Linked DNA regions of Mus musculus: all the other regions are linked to region 3. A link is a contact called in public HiCAR-type and promoter capture Hi-C data. All regions are on one chromosome and are shown on one strand. Each heading gives the region's core, a stretch centred on a gene start, on an enhancer-like site or on the middle of the called end of the contact. The rest is flanking DNA. Distances are from core to core; before and after follow the strand shown.

Region 1 (4,692 bases), core at 1,119-3,618, 2.2 Mb before region 3:
GAGCGGGAAGGCAGGGAGGGAGACAGCGGTCAGGAGCCCGCGGCGAGCACGCGGCGCCCCGCAGCCCGGGCCCCACCGCGCTCTTGAAGGGCGCGCACGAGGGCGGCGCGTGCGAGCGCCGGCACCTGAGCCCGGGCGCAGCTGGCCGGCCAGCGCGCAGCCTCCCTGGGCCGCCGCCGCCAGCGGGCGACTCGAGGACTGCGCGGCCGCTGCTCCCGGCTCGAGCCCCGCGCTCACCCCGGCGCGCCGGCCCCCGCCCCCCACCGGGGGTACCCAGCTAATAACCGGCCTCGGTGCACAAAGCGATTGCTTTCTAGACGTCAATCACCCGGGAGCGGGGAACACCCGGCTAAAGGGGGCACGGGGCGGGGGGAGGTGGAGTGAGAGAGAAGAAAAGATGACTGAGGAGGGGGTGGGGAGAGAAACTTGATTTCTTTAATAACCTCAATTAAAAGAGCAAGACACACATATATTTTTTAAAGGGGGGGCTTTTTGAATAGGATAGCCCAAAAGGTGAAGAGGTTTAATCGGATACTTGAAAGCTAATTACAGTGGGATTTAAGAAGCCTGGTGTTTGTTCCGACAATTTGAATGAAAATGCTTCAGATTAAACGGAGCCAGCAGCTCTTTGGTAAACTTGAAGCAATTAGAACCGTAAGCGATTTACACTGGTTTCTTTAAGGTGTGAATTGCCACTTAGTGCTCAGTAAGTCAACATTTTAGCTACTAAAGGATTAGTTTTAACCAGTGCAAAAGCGGGCCGAATAATGGAAATATCCAGCTGAATTTAATTTGTTCCATTAAAAAAAAAAAAAAACTCACCCAATGCGGGTCAGAATATTTTAGAGCACGCGGACGCGTCGCTCAAGTGTCCCCAATCCCTGGCTGCACTTTCAGTTTTGTTCTATAAACGAATGCAATCTCTCTGAGAAGTCTAGTTTAGGGCGAGTGGGTCCGCGGATTCCAGCAGCCCACACCCCTCGCTTTTGCGTCCCTTTGTCTCCTTTTCCTCTGTCTTCCGAAAGCTCCAGGTGAGCCAGCGGCCGCACGCCTGGGTAGCCCCGGCGCAGCTGCTCCCGGGCGCGTCTTCGTGGACAGAAAGCATCCAGACAGAAACGCTACCCGCAACCGTCAGACAAACACGAAGCCAGCACTACTCTGCCCATGTCCAGCCGATACCCCCACCCCGGCCCTGCTCTCCAACAGTTTAGGAACCGAGTTCCACCATAAAATGCGAGCACCCACGGGTCTTGCCTCCGGAGTAGGTGACAGCTTGCCAGGTCTCCCCGTTAGGCTCGCCTCGTACTGCGAAATTTGCCCTTTTGGTATTTCCAACGAAATCGTTCTTTTGTCCCTTTCTAAGAGCGGGCGGGCCCTGGAAGACTCAAGTCCCCAGGTCTGTCGCCGCCGGGTCTCAAGCCCCACATTCACCTTATCCGTGGCAAGAGCCAGCGTTCAGCAGAGCGCAGCCATTGGTATCTGGTGCCCTGAGACAAACACCTAGACCCCCGGCCCCTGCCCCAGACTGCCGCGAACAGCCCGTCACGTAGAATACAAGCAGGACTCACGTTGCCCCGTGAGCGTCTTAGGCTCCAGGTTTCGTCTCCCAAATTAGAGTGTCCATGCCTTAGGTTAAGTGAGCCCGTGGGGAGGGGACGGAGTGATTACTACCTAACGCTACTACGTAATAAAAAAAATTGTCAGGTCTGGAGACGAGGCAGTGACAGGTAGTTTCCCAGCCTGGTTTAGGGGCCGGACAACTCTCTTCTCTCAAGGAAACTCCTATTCAACAGATCCCGCCCGGTGTAGGCTCGCTTACCTTCTCGCGGGGAACCGCCAGCTCCGGCACTTCCTTTCCCTCCAGCTTACACACAAACATCTGATCGCTCTTCCAATACATGGCCCCGCAGGCGCTGCTCGTCACATACCAGCTCCAGAGGGTCAGAGGCTGTGGGTGTCCGCAGTGTCCCCTCCTCCGCCCCCAAAGGCCAAGGAAAGCTAACAGGCAGAACAGCGATGCCACCAGTGTGTCTTGTTCCAAAAAGGCCACAGTGACCGTAACCACTCTCTGACCCACTGTTCTTCCTCTCTCAGCCACACTAAGGCCTGTCCCTCCAGGAAAAGAGGGAAAGTTGTGTTTTCCAGAGGGTGGAACCTCGCAGAGAGGAGGGGGTGTGGGGGAAAAGTCTTTTCCTGAAGGGACAGCCTCACCTCCTTATGAAAAACCCGCCTTCTCTACATGTTAAGATCTTTATCTGCACCAGACAACTTACTCTGAGTTCAGTGTTAAAGGTGGGGGGGAATTGCGGATGTCCGTTAACTTGCCTTTTTTTTTTCTTTTTAAGAATAAGCTTTCTGCCTCTGAGTTGTCTTTAAATTCTCGCTCCCCAGCCAAAACCTAAACAAAGATTCGGGTTACAGCTCTTTCAGCGGCTCACGGAGGGAAAGCGGAGGTCTTCTGGATTCCCAAGTCTTAGGTCTCCCTAAATGCGCACCAATGGTTCTCTCTACATTTTCGAAAGGTTTTCCCGTTAAGATAATGAAGGGACAAACGAAGGACTAGATTTGATTCGCGACTAGATTTGAAATCAAGGATACAAGAAAAACGAAAGTATGTTACGATTTTTTTATTTTCTTTAATTCTAGACAAACGGTATGCCATAGATAGACTGCTGCGCACTCCACATTCCCGTGCTTAAGTGTGAACGTTTGAATGTGAGTAGGGTAGAGATAATTTTTATCTGAATTGGAAAGTGTGAGGTTTTTTGTTTGTTTGTTTATGAGGTCTCACTTTGTTTATAGAAGAAAAATTTTGTAAGAAGTTATTTTTTAATTACTTTTATTTATTTGTCCCTTTAGATAAGCAAAAGAGAAACGTTTGGAATTTAAGTGATATAAGAACATCCTGGAGTCAGTTTCTCAAGCCTTATAACAAAACCATGCTTTTGTTACCTTAGTTAGACAGAAATATATGTAGTGAAACACAAGGAAGAGCAATCTTACTCCCTTGTCTTATTTTAGCGGGAGAAGAAGAACCCAGACCAGCCATCAGGGGTAGTGGAGGGGCCAGCAGCAACTAATGCTGACCACACTTTCTCTGGACAAAATGAGCATTGGGGTGGGCAGGGATTAAAGGTTTTCTTTGATTGCCCCTTTCCTCCTTAAACACAGAGGACGTTTGAACATACGCCATCTCGGCTCTCCTTTTCAGCCATTACATACACTTTCATATTAGCACCCTCTGGCCGATGCCCATCAGGAGATCTCCATTAAATTTAGCGTGGAGTATGAGGGACCTGAGATTTAAGAATCGACTGTATTCTGGTAAAGCATAGAACGGTGGAGGTTTGGACCGACTGCCCGAAAAGCTAAATAGTGGTTGTTGTTGCTGCTGCTGCTTCTGTGGCTTCTGCTGCTGATTTTCGTCAAAAGCGAAAATCAGGAGTGGGTGAGGGAATCCACATAATAAAGTATTTTCCATACGATTCTGATCAGAGATGAGAGAGAGAGAGAGAGAGAGAGAGAGAGAGAGAGAGAGAGAGAGAGAGAGAGAGAGAGACTGGTGCGGAATGCTGGCTCCAGCAGGTCGGGCGTTGGACCGACTCCCTGGATGAGGAACTAAAACTAGAGTCTAGCTTGGAGAATTACTTACAGTCTTTTGTGCTAAGTATTGCAACGTAACTCTGAAGTTCCCTTTGCCTGCTAGCGAGAATGGTCTGTGCCGGTCATCTGGAGAGCCCAGCGCGCTAGAGCTTTTGGGGGACATAGGGAGGGGGCGCCGTCGTGTACGCCGCCTTTCCACCCACCCTCGCCTAATCAGGCTGCTCTCAATCAGGTTTTCAACATACTAATCTTGATCTGAGAGCTCCTATCTCTGCATAAGTGGAGGAAATGATTCTTTTTTAGAGGCTTCCGGGCTTAGAGAAGGAGGACGTCAGACTGGAGTCTAAAGGGCTGGTCTGGCGTCCGCCCTGCTCCCGGCGCCCGGCGGGACTGCGAACTCACCAGCAGCATAATTGCCTGTGTCCAGCGCGCTCCAGGGGCTACCCCGTGGTAAGTGCGTTCCCTGTCCTGGCGACCGACCGAGGCTTTGGCTTAGGGTTTGGGCTGGAGATGGGCGGAGCAGAAAGTGAAAGTTTTTACTAGGAAAGTCAAGGCTGAGTTGTGGGGTCTTGGGCCTAATGACCTTCTGACCCTGCATATACCACTTGCTTAAAAAATGTTTAGCTTCTCCATGCCCGCAGGCAAACTAGAACTCACTGCTCCTCGGATCAGACAGAGAAAAAGTTCGCCTTCTGTTCTTTCCACATTTAAGTGTTTGAGGTAAAATTTACAAAGCACTTTTCTTAAAAAAAAAAAAAAAAATCAGAATGAGAGTTTTAGCCCCCGCACGCCAATTGAGATCAATTTTGAACGAAACACAGTAAAAATGTATATATATATTATCTTGCTTGTCTGTAGGTGGGAAAATAAATCGGCCGTGCCTTGTTGGTGCCTTCCTATTGGACTGAAATTTCTAGAAGCCACTGTTCATCAAATGAAAACCAGAGAGGAAGGCCCACTAGGAGGTCGGCCAACACCCTGGATTTCCTGGCTCTCTCAAAGGATTGAATGGGGTAGGAAAGAAAACTATGTCTGTTCCGGGGCTGTGCGGCTCGCTTGCAAGTTCGGAGGCACTAAGTGTGCCCTGCT
Region 2 (4,340 bases), core at 1,033-3,532, 2.6 Mb before region 3:
TTTCATTTGTGTGTCTATATATGTGTGGTGAGGGTACAGGATTCTCTGGAGTTGGAGTTACATATAGTTCTGAGCCACCTAACATCAGTGTTGAGAAGCCAACTCAGGCCCTCCGCAAGAGCAGTAAATATTAAATGAGAAAAAAATGTAAATTGCTCAGTCATTCTCATTCTCTCTCTCTCTCCCTCCCTTCCACCCTCCCTCCTTCCGTGTGTGTGTGTGTGTGTGTGTGTGTGTGTTCAAGTGCAGTTTTTGGTGGTGCTGTTTGTTTTGTTTTTGAGACAGGTCTCAATACGTAGCTGTGGCTGATTTGGAAATTTACTTTGTACACAAGGCTGGCCTTGAACTCCCAGAGAGCTCCCTAACTCTACCTTCATAAATGCAGGGTTAAAGGCTTGACCCACCACACCAGGCCCTAATAATTTGGTTTGTGTTCCTGTTAGGACAAGTTCTTTTGAAGTAGTTTAGGATAGCCCCCAAGCCCACCGTGGAATCCAGGCTAGCCTTGGGATCTCAATTCTTCTGCCTCTACTTCCGAGATTAAATGAAGACCACCACTCTACAAAACTGGTCAGCTGCATTTTATACAACTTAAGTGGCGGGCCCATTACTGGGCTCCTTATATACTGACATTAGTCATTCAATTAGAGTAGCTTAATGCACGCACGAGCCTGCTCATTGCTTGTGCAGAGAGGATGTGCAGGTCTGTGTGTGTCTGTGTGTGTGAACACACCTGTCTGTGTATGTGAGTGTGCACGTGTCTGTGTGTAGACAGCTTAGAAACAATAAAAAAAAGAACAGGGTTAAAAACTTAGCATTACAACATAGAGTTTAAGTTTTGCAAACACCCGTCTGGGAACAGTTCCAAACACACAATTTGTATTTACACCTGAAAATCAGGCTCACTAATCCTAGGAGATAACTGGAGATTATTAAAATAAGACAGCCAGGCTTGAAGGCAGAGGTGAAGCTGTGAGCGCCGCACCACCCTGGACTACAAAATGAGACCCAATATAAAGAACGACGACACTCTGAAACTCTAAAGTCAGAAGAGAATTGCGTTTATTATTCCTGGCTCTCTGCCAAAACCAAGGAATTCCAATATGGGAACACTACTAACTTTAGTCTTCAAGCCCGCAACTACAGCATAACTAAGTAACGAATTACTTAGAAATTTGACTCTTGGTTTTATCCCGGTGTGAAAAATAGGATAAAGGAATGCATTTTCTGTTTTGTTATGGTGTTAGACTTTCCCTCTCTTGTCCTTGGAGGCACCAAGAAACCTGTAGTTCTGTTGTCAGAATAAAAAATAACTTTAAAACCCTTCAATTTCTGCTTTCAGAACCTGTTGAGTTGTATAGTAATGGTGTTGTAAATTCTAAAACTACAGCTTTCGGTGCCAGAGGCAACTTCAGTCCAGTTTTAGGTGGTATAAATGGAGGTTTGTACGAACACATCGCTAATATAACAAACTAGTGGTTAAAACAGCTTAGGAGACAAAACTCTGCAGGGTACAACATTTAGAAAGCAAGCTTCATGAAAATTCTTCGGTAGGCTTGTCTCCCTTTTGTTTTTTGGAAGGGTGCCTGTACATCACAAAACCACAGGCGTCCTAACCCTGTTGGTGCGAGCGGAGCGGCCCACTTCCCTTTCCTTCGTGTTGTGCCTGTGTTCTGTGCACACCCAGGATCAACCTGTTTGGATCCTAACACTTGTTCACGCCCGTGGCTACAGAACCACACACTGATGCCTTCCTGGGGTGGGACTACAGTCAAAGTTTTTTGGAAGTGATCGCCTCTGCCACAGCAGGGTTCTGACACCGGGTTCCCTTCAAGAAGCGTGGGTGACTGGAGAGAAGTGGCTGAGCCCATTGACCCAGAATGAAGCAGGTCCGCAGGGCCACGCCTGCAGGGGTCAGAGCCCGGAGATCAGTGAGGGAGGGCGGCAGGCAGCGCGGGGGGACGCCCGCAGGCTCCCGCTTTCCCCCAGGCCGCGTAGGGCCGACCCTCCCGATACCACCCGGTCACCCGCTCACCCTGCAGCCTCTGCGGAACGCCGCTGCCATGATGGCTCCTCGATCTGCTGCCTCCGACCACCTCCGTGCAGCAAGCAAAACGGACGGGGGTCCCGCCCCCAGGAGGCGTGGCTTGGAGGGAGGAGAGGGGCGGGCCTTAGACTCTAGGGGTGCGGAGGCGTGCGGGTCAAAGTCTGCAGACCTCGGGGGCGTGGCCTAGGGAGTCCCTTTACACACAGATGAGGTCTGAGCTCTCAGACTGACTTCGGCTGAGAGACAGAGGGATGACGGGTCCAAGCAGAAGACCTTGGGCGTGGTCTTTGCAGGCTCAAGGGGTGTGGCCTGGGAGGCGGGGCTAGATGAGGGAGGGTCTCGGGTCCGGACCTGGGCCAGAAGAGGGAGTGGCCTGAAGGCCCTCTGCGCATGCGTCCTGCTCCCGACCTTGCCCGAGCCTAAACTTCTGTGCTTGGCCCGGAGAAGAAGACTGTGTGCCCAGTGTCACCGGAGCCCGAAGGTCACGTTCTTTCCAGAGGGCTGCCCGGGAGAGCTGGACCCGAATCTAGGCCAGAGGGCGCAGCCAGACGTTTCTAGCAGTCAGCTGTGACCTTTACTTGGAGAGTCAGATTCTTTATGGCTCCGGTATTCACTGGAACAACAAATTCTGGGCTAGATCGATAGGTAGTCTGTACTCCTTAAAATTTAAATAGGAAATTAGCTGCATGTGTAGCCAGGGCGACTAAGACATCTCAGTGCCAGGAGACTGAGAAGGAAGATCACTGCGAGTTTGAGGCCAGCGAGAGCCAAGTAGCAAAACCTAAACAAACCAAAGCACAATAGTGTTTATTTCATCTATTTTTCTGAACGTTTTCAAGGCTACTTATTATCCACTTATATAGATGTGGGAAGCATCCTTGGGAACCCAAGCTGAGCCTATCCAAAAGCTCCCCAGACAGTGAACATTGGGAGTGAAATTTTGCTCATGAGTTTGTAAACTTTGCTTAAATTCCCATTGTCTTCCAGTTAGACCTTGTGTCTGAGATGGTAGCTGTGGTGTTATAAAGATGAGAGATTATAAAACTTCTTAGTGTTGGGTACCTTAGTTGCCAAAGATTAAGCTGTCAATAGTCCTCTTGCTCTCTGCTTCAAGGAACTGGGAGACAGGAGCTTATTTTTGAGACTAATGAACAATGAAAAATTCTCATCTTCTCTCTGTCTTACCTGTAGCATTGTCAGGCACACCAAAGCCTAGAAAAGGTATGTGGATTCCATTGTGAGATAAATGCTCAGATCTATAAGATTAATCTTTCAACATCAACAATCTTTCCTGAAACATAGTTTCTAATGGTTGTAAGGGAACATTCCAGAAAAAGGTATCTTCCTTTGAATGGCCTGCTAGTCTGATGAGCTGTTTAAACCTCTGATTGTGGAATGTTCCAGGTCCACAAACAACATTATCTGTGCCATTTTTAGCCTCCTTGGCAGCCATTTATTGCCTTCCTTTATGTGTAAGCTAACAGCTTTGTGACCATTAGGTACATTCTTTAGAATATTCAGGCACACACCTACCTCCCACCAACCAGATGGCAAATGTTGTCAGATAGCATTGGAAGCCTATGGCTTTTTTTTTTTTTCTGTAACATTTCTACTAAAGTATTTGAAAAGTACTTTGATGTAAATATGACCTTCTTTGCTCTGTTTCCATTAAGCATCTTGATATTGCTACTTCATTGGAACAGAGACTTTGGGGTAGCCTGGAGAGATGCTTTGAGAGCGTGTCTCTCTGTCTCTGGTACAGTGTGTTTGCTTCACCTCACATTCACTCTCAAACAGGAATAACAAGGGTTAGCGATCTTACAATATTTGACTGACTGTATAGCATTAAGGAGTTGGACCCAAAGTTAAGAGAACAGATGCAAATGAAGGTAGCAGACTTTTATCCTTCTCAGCAATCTTTGAGCCCAAGTGAAGAGTTGGAGCTTTTTTTTGGGGTGGGGGGGAGTGTTGTTGTTGTTTTTTTTGAGACAGGGTTTCTCTGTATAGCCCGGGCTGTCCTGGAACTCACTTTGTAGACCAGGCTGGCCTCGAACTCAGAAATCTGCCTGCCTCTGCCTCCCAAGTGCTGGAATTAAAGGCGTGTGCCACCACCGCCCGGCAAAATTTATTTATTTATTACATGTAAATACTCTGTAGGTGTCTTCAGACACCCCAGAAGAGGGCATCAGATCTCATTACAGATGGTTGTGAGCCACCATATGGTTGCTGGGATTTGAACTCAGGACCTTCGGAAGAGCAGTCAGTGCTCTTAACCGCTGAGCCATCTCTCCAG
Region 3 (4,570 bases), core at 1,078-3,577:
TTAGGAAAGGATGTCTTTCAGTGGCTTGTACTCTGAAGGCGCTGGCTCTTCCATCCCTGCATACAATATCCTTAAACTTTGGCTCAATGCCAGAAACTGAGGCTTCTGCCTCTTTTCATTGGCGTCTAGTTTATCGATAGCGAAATAATACCGCATGGAACTAGTTGGCCACGTAGTGGGAAGTCAAGCCTTCTAATACCTCGTTTGTCCTAGATAATTTTAAGCTTTATCCAGAGTGCACTGCCAAGAATGTTAAATGAAGTACACAAGAGGAGAGCTTTAGGTATCTGGCATCAATATTAGTGGGAGGCTGCCATTTGACAATAATTTCCCTAGCACAGCAGACGGTAAAGAAAAATGTTTTCATTCATCCGCAAATGACTAACATTTTATTGATGTTTCGAAATGCGGCTGAATACTACCGCACTTTCAATTCCCGAGCGGGTTCTGAGAATTAAGCCTGAATACTAATCACATCAGTAGCTCCTGCTGCAAACCTCTCCGTTAATTGCTGAGCCTCGCAGGGAATCTTCTGCAGGGTGGTGATGTTGCTTAGAGGCTCCTGGATAGTCAGTCTGGGTGGTCCCGGGTGATGTGAATTGCTGGCCCTACCCCATCTATCCTTAGACAACGTGATAAATAAAAATAAAAAATAAAAAGCCACCTTGGGTACCACCAACATCTATGACTCCTGCCTGCCTCATCAAGAGCTCAGTCTGGGGAGGAAGCCGGATGCTGACCCCTGCAGAGATCCTTGCTTCAGTGCGCTCTGCCGCGGGGCCCTGCTGGCGTTCAGAAAAAAATAAAAGAATAAAATAAATAAATAAATAAATAAATAAATAAATAAATAAAGGAGTTCAAATGAGCACCAGTGAAAGACGAATGTGTTTTGTAAATACCGCTACAGGCGGAAGGTGGGGGAAACCAAGTGGTGAGGGTAAGTTATTTCTAACCACCAGCTTCCCAAACTCCTCATGGGCACTGGAATCGCTGTTCTGGATTCAGATTCTCTCATTGATTTGCAAATCGCCTGGAAGACCTCTAGGATCTTAGGGTTGAAAATGAGTGCCAGAAAGGGGGTGGGGGGGGGGGAAGAGTGGACTATGGGGTGACCCCCGTGCCTTGTACCCTGTTTTGCCCTGACCTGGGCGTAGGCTAGCAGATCCGCGGGACACTGCTTGCCCCTTGAGGGGTTGAGGTTACTGCTCAAAGGATGCAGGTCCACCCCAACTGGGAGGCGGTGAAAAAAAAAAATACAACTGGGACTCTTTAAAGCCGAGGAATGCCTTGGCTTCAACCGAATGCGCAAGCCTTCCGCCCAGTAGGCTCAAATGGGTTAAACTGCCTCTTACATAACAGGACCGCCTAGCTCCACACAATTAAAACACTGATTGCAGCCTCCTCCAACTCTGCATCCCAGTAAGGCCCGCCCATCCCTCCCGTTGCGCCTGCGTGTCGCGCGCTCCCGGGCCCAGCACGCGCCCTGCACACTCCATCTCCCTCTCACAAGTGGACACTCTGTGCTGACACCACACGCGCACACACACTCATGCGCAAGTTAGTATCAAGACGCACAGAGAAGGGCAGGCGTTCTCCAGTACGCACAGGCGGACTCACACACGCACTAGCTTTCGGTCGGCATGCCCGAATCACTATACTGTCCCCGTAAAGCAGCAGCGCCGCCACAATCCCTGCTTATCTCCAAGAGAGGGTGAAAAGAAATACCCCCACTAAAGGAAAAATAAGGAACGGAGGGAAGGAAACAGGAAGGGGAGAGAAGAGAGGAGAGGAGAGGAGAGGAGAGGAGAGGAGAGGAGAGGAGAGGAGAGGAGAGGGGAGGGGAGGGGAGGGGAGGGGAGGGGAGGGGAGGGGAGGGGAGAGGAGAGGAGAGGAGAGGAGAGGAGAGGAAGAGAGAGAAGAGAGAGCTAACTGGCAGTTTATTAACAGCGCTATTAGCTAGTCAGGATTAAAAAAAAAATACAAGACAACAACAAAAAAAGCCAACTCACTCAGTCTCAGGCGTCATGATGGCGCCGACCCCAACTTGAGCACTTTAAAGTCGGGGGCCCGAGGAGCCGAAAGCACCAGAGGGCAGGCCTGGCCCTTATGCCCTGACTTCCCAGCCCCGCGGCTCGCAAAGCTCTCTAGTTCGCGCTGCCAAGCCGGACTAGACCTCGGCGTATCCTCAGTCGCCCTAGCTTCCCAGTCCCTCTTCTTTCCTCTTTTTGATCTATCTCTTTCGCTTCTCCGGCCCCCCTCCCTGCCTGGTCCTCCATCCCTGGGCGGGGTTGCTACGGAAACGGCCGCTTGGCAACGCGCGCGAGCCCGGGGGCCGCCGGCCGCTGCTGCGCCCCGCGCTGCCTGCGCCGCCTCCCGCGCTCTGCTCGCAGCCTCGCAGGACGGTGTGCGGCCGCCAGGGATTAGCCACGCTCCGGACGCGGCCGGGCGCCCCGAAGGAGGTGGAGCGCGGTGCCAGGGGGCGGGAGGGGAGGGAGGGAAGGCAAGCTGCAGAGGAGCAGAAAGGAGGCGAGGCCGGGGAAAGAGGGAAACTACGCCCGACAACTAGGGAGGGGGCGAGAAAGAGAAGAAACCCACCCACCCACTCAGAAAAAGGAAAAGAGGAAAAAAAATCTCGTGTGGCGCGCCGCCTGGTTATCGGGCAGCCTCGCCAGCAGCAGGGGGTGGGAGCCGACGCTGCCGGAGAGCGAGCAGCCTGGCAGGCACGGACATGGTGCTCCTGGCGCAGGGCGCTTGTTGCTCGAACCAGTGGCTGGCGGCGGTGCTTCTGAGCCTGTGCTCTTGCCTCCCGGCCGGGCAGAGCGTGGACTTCCCTTGGGCGGCCGTGGACAACATGCTGGTGAGGAAAGGTGACACAGCGGTGCTCAGGTAGGGACCGCGCGCCCTCTCTACACTTGCCTCAGTCTGTCTTTCCGTCCCTTTCCCTCTCTGCACCTTGCTTTACACCCAGAGTGAATCCTGCTGTTGCTCACGAGCAAAAACACCACACCTCAGGCTAGCCACGCATGACCCTTCCTGGGCTTCTCGGACCCCGGGGCAGGGGTCTGGCTGGATTAGGGAGAGAGGGAAAAGCGCTTTCCAAGCAGCCCGGGCTTAGGAAGTGTGGGGCTTGAAGGAGGGGCAGGTGCCACTTTGGAGCCAGGTCTCCGCTCTGCTGCCAGCGGTACTCCAGGAGTCTGACAAGTTTACAGGGCTTGTTTCTGCTTCACTCCGTAAGCGACTTTTCTCAACTGCTGGCTCTGTGCTCCATTTATTTTCCCTCTCACTTGAACAGTAAGATCCAAATATTCCATTCAGCTTTTTTCCCCCTCCTGTAGCTGCTTTCCTTCTGTGTTTCCCTCTTCCTCTGTCCCCTATCCCATTTCTCCAACTCCCTCTTCAGTCACCCCTATTGCCTCCAGTCTCTGGTTTACTCCTATGCTATAGTGTTCCCAGTGTTTCCCTCACACCTTAGTTCCTGTCATTCCTTATTCTCCCTGTTTTTCCAGATTTCCCTTTCCACTAATTTCCGGTCCTCACCATAGCCCTTGTCTTCCCCTCCCAGACCATCATCTGTCTCCAGCTTTGCCTCCCATGCACTTTTCTGTCACACCCACACTCAAGGTCCAGTACCATATTCAGATCCCATAAATCTCGATTTTATGAGCACACTCCCTCTCAGCTCTCCCATCCTCTCATACACTGGCACTTCCCTCCTGTGAGAAATGATTCACACTCAGAACCCCCCCCCCCAGTGTTTAAAGGATGCACACTCCACACTCACTCCACACGTGCACCCCCCAACCCCCAACACACACTTCCCTTTCTCTTCTGTCTGTAGTTTTGCCTCTTGTCTTCCCCTATTTTCACTGAGCTGAGCATGAACAGAGTGTTTGTCGGTGAAAGGTCTCCCTAGCCTGTTTTCCTCAGAAGCCACACTACCAAGTATGCCCAGGGGAAGATTTCCTTTCCCATTGGATATAAATTGATGACCAGTCAAGCTTAGCGCTAAACAGGGCTCCCTGCCCTGCCTTGCTCTTCACTTCCCATAGACCCACCTACACTGTCCCCCTGCCTCCCCCCCCCAAAAAAAAAAACCTGGCTTGCTTTGCCAATATCCCTGGAAGATCTTCACTCTCTCCACTGGGTGGTAGTTTGCTTTTGAGTACAGATTACAGGGAGCCAGTATAATACATGCATGTCTAAGGTGGGGAAGAATGCTTATTTATGGTTGAAACAGGCAACGTTTTAAATTTAAGGATGTAGGTTTCAGGCATGACTTAAAGCTTTTTAATTGTTTTTGAGGCCAATTACACAGGACAATTTTAATATATGCTAATACCTTATTTTAAGAATATATTATTCTTGTTAAGTGTCGGAGAACACAAAAGTAATGCATTTCTGCTACAGTATAGAAGAATAACTTTTCATTTTGGACAAGGGTGAGGCGTGCTTTATCATGGAGCAGCTGAGAATTGAATACCTTTTTACTCATGTTCTTAGTTTCTTTGTAAGTTTGATCATCAGCTTTGGAGGCAAGCTCAGTTACAGAAACTGAAATGTGCGTGTGTTT

Evidence for each region. Promoter capture Hi-C pulls out the DNA fragments that hold promoters and counts their contacts. HiCAR-type assays count read pairs that join an accessible place to other places.
Region 1: a promoter capture Hi-C map of embryonic stem cells shows a contact between it and region 3. The contact joins the promoter of AI606473 here to the promoter of Negr1 in region 3. A contact is called at or near these places in 3 of 39 promoter capture datasets (embryonic stem cells, liver and pre-B cells), 6 of 484 Hi-C or Micro-C datasets (all in embryonic stem cells), 3 of 115 datasets of contacts at active chromatin or transcription factors (astrocytes and embryonic stem cells) and 1 of 9 other capture datasets (embryonic stem cells).
Region 2: a HiCAR-type map of astrocytes shows a contact between it and region 3, with 4 times the contacts expected there. The contact joins the promoter of Acadm here to the promoter of Negr1 in region 3. A contact is called at or near these places in 1 of 39 promoter capture datasets (hippocampal neurons) and 1 of 115 datasets of contacts at active chromatin or transcription factors (astrocytes).

Annotation. Positions count from the first base shown.
Region 1 is chr3:154,328,453-154,333,144 of GRCm38.p6, forward strand. It overlaps AI606473 (expressed sequence AI606473), which reads left to right and starts at 2,369. Exons shown (of 3, transcript NR_040387.1): 1 at 2,369-2,611; 2 at 3,907-4,053; 3 at 4,462-4,692. Lhx8 (LIM homeobox protein 8) reads right to left here and starts at 2,108. Exons shown (of 9, transcript NM_010713.2): 1 at 1,820-2,108. The coding sequence starts at 1,900.
Region 2 is chr3:153,942,361-153,946,700 of GRCm38.p6, forward strand. Acadm (acyl-Coenzyme A dehydrogenase, medium chain) reads right to left here and starts at 2,283. Exons shown (of 12, transcript NM_007382.5): 1 at 2,036-2,283. The coding sequence starts at 2,065.
Region 3 is chr3:156,559,467-156,564,036 of GRCm38.p6, forward strand. Negr1 (neuronal growth regulator 1) reads left to right here and starts at 2,328. Exons shown (of 7, transcript NM_001039094.3): 1 at 2,328-2,886. The coding sequence starts at 2,729. 4930570G19Rik (RIKEN cDNA 4930570G19 gene) reads right to left here and starts at 2,221. Exons shown (of 4, transcript NR_040399.1): 1 at 2,010-2,221.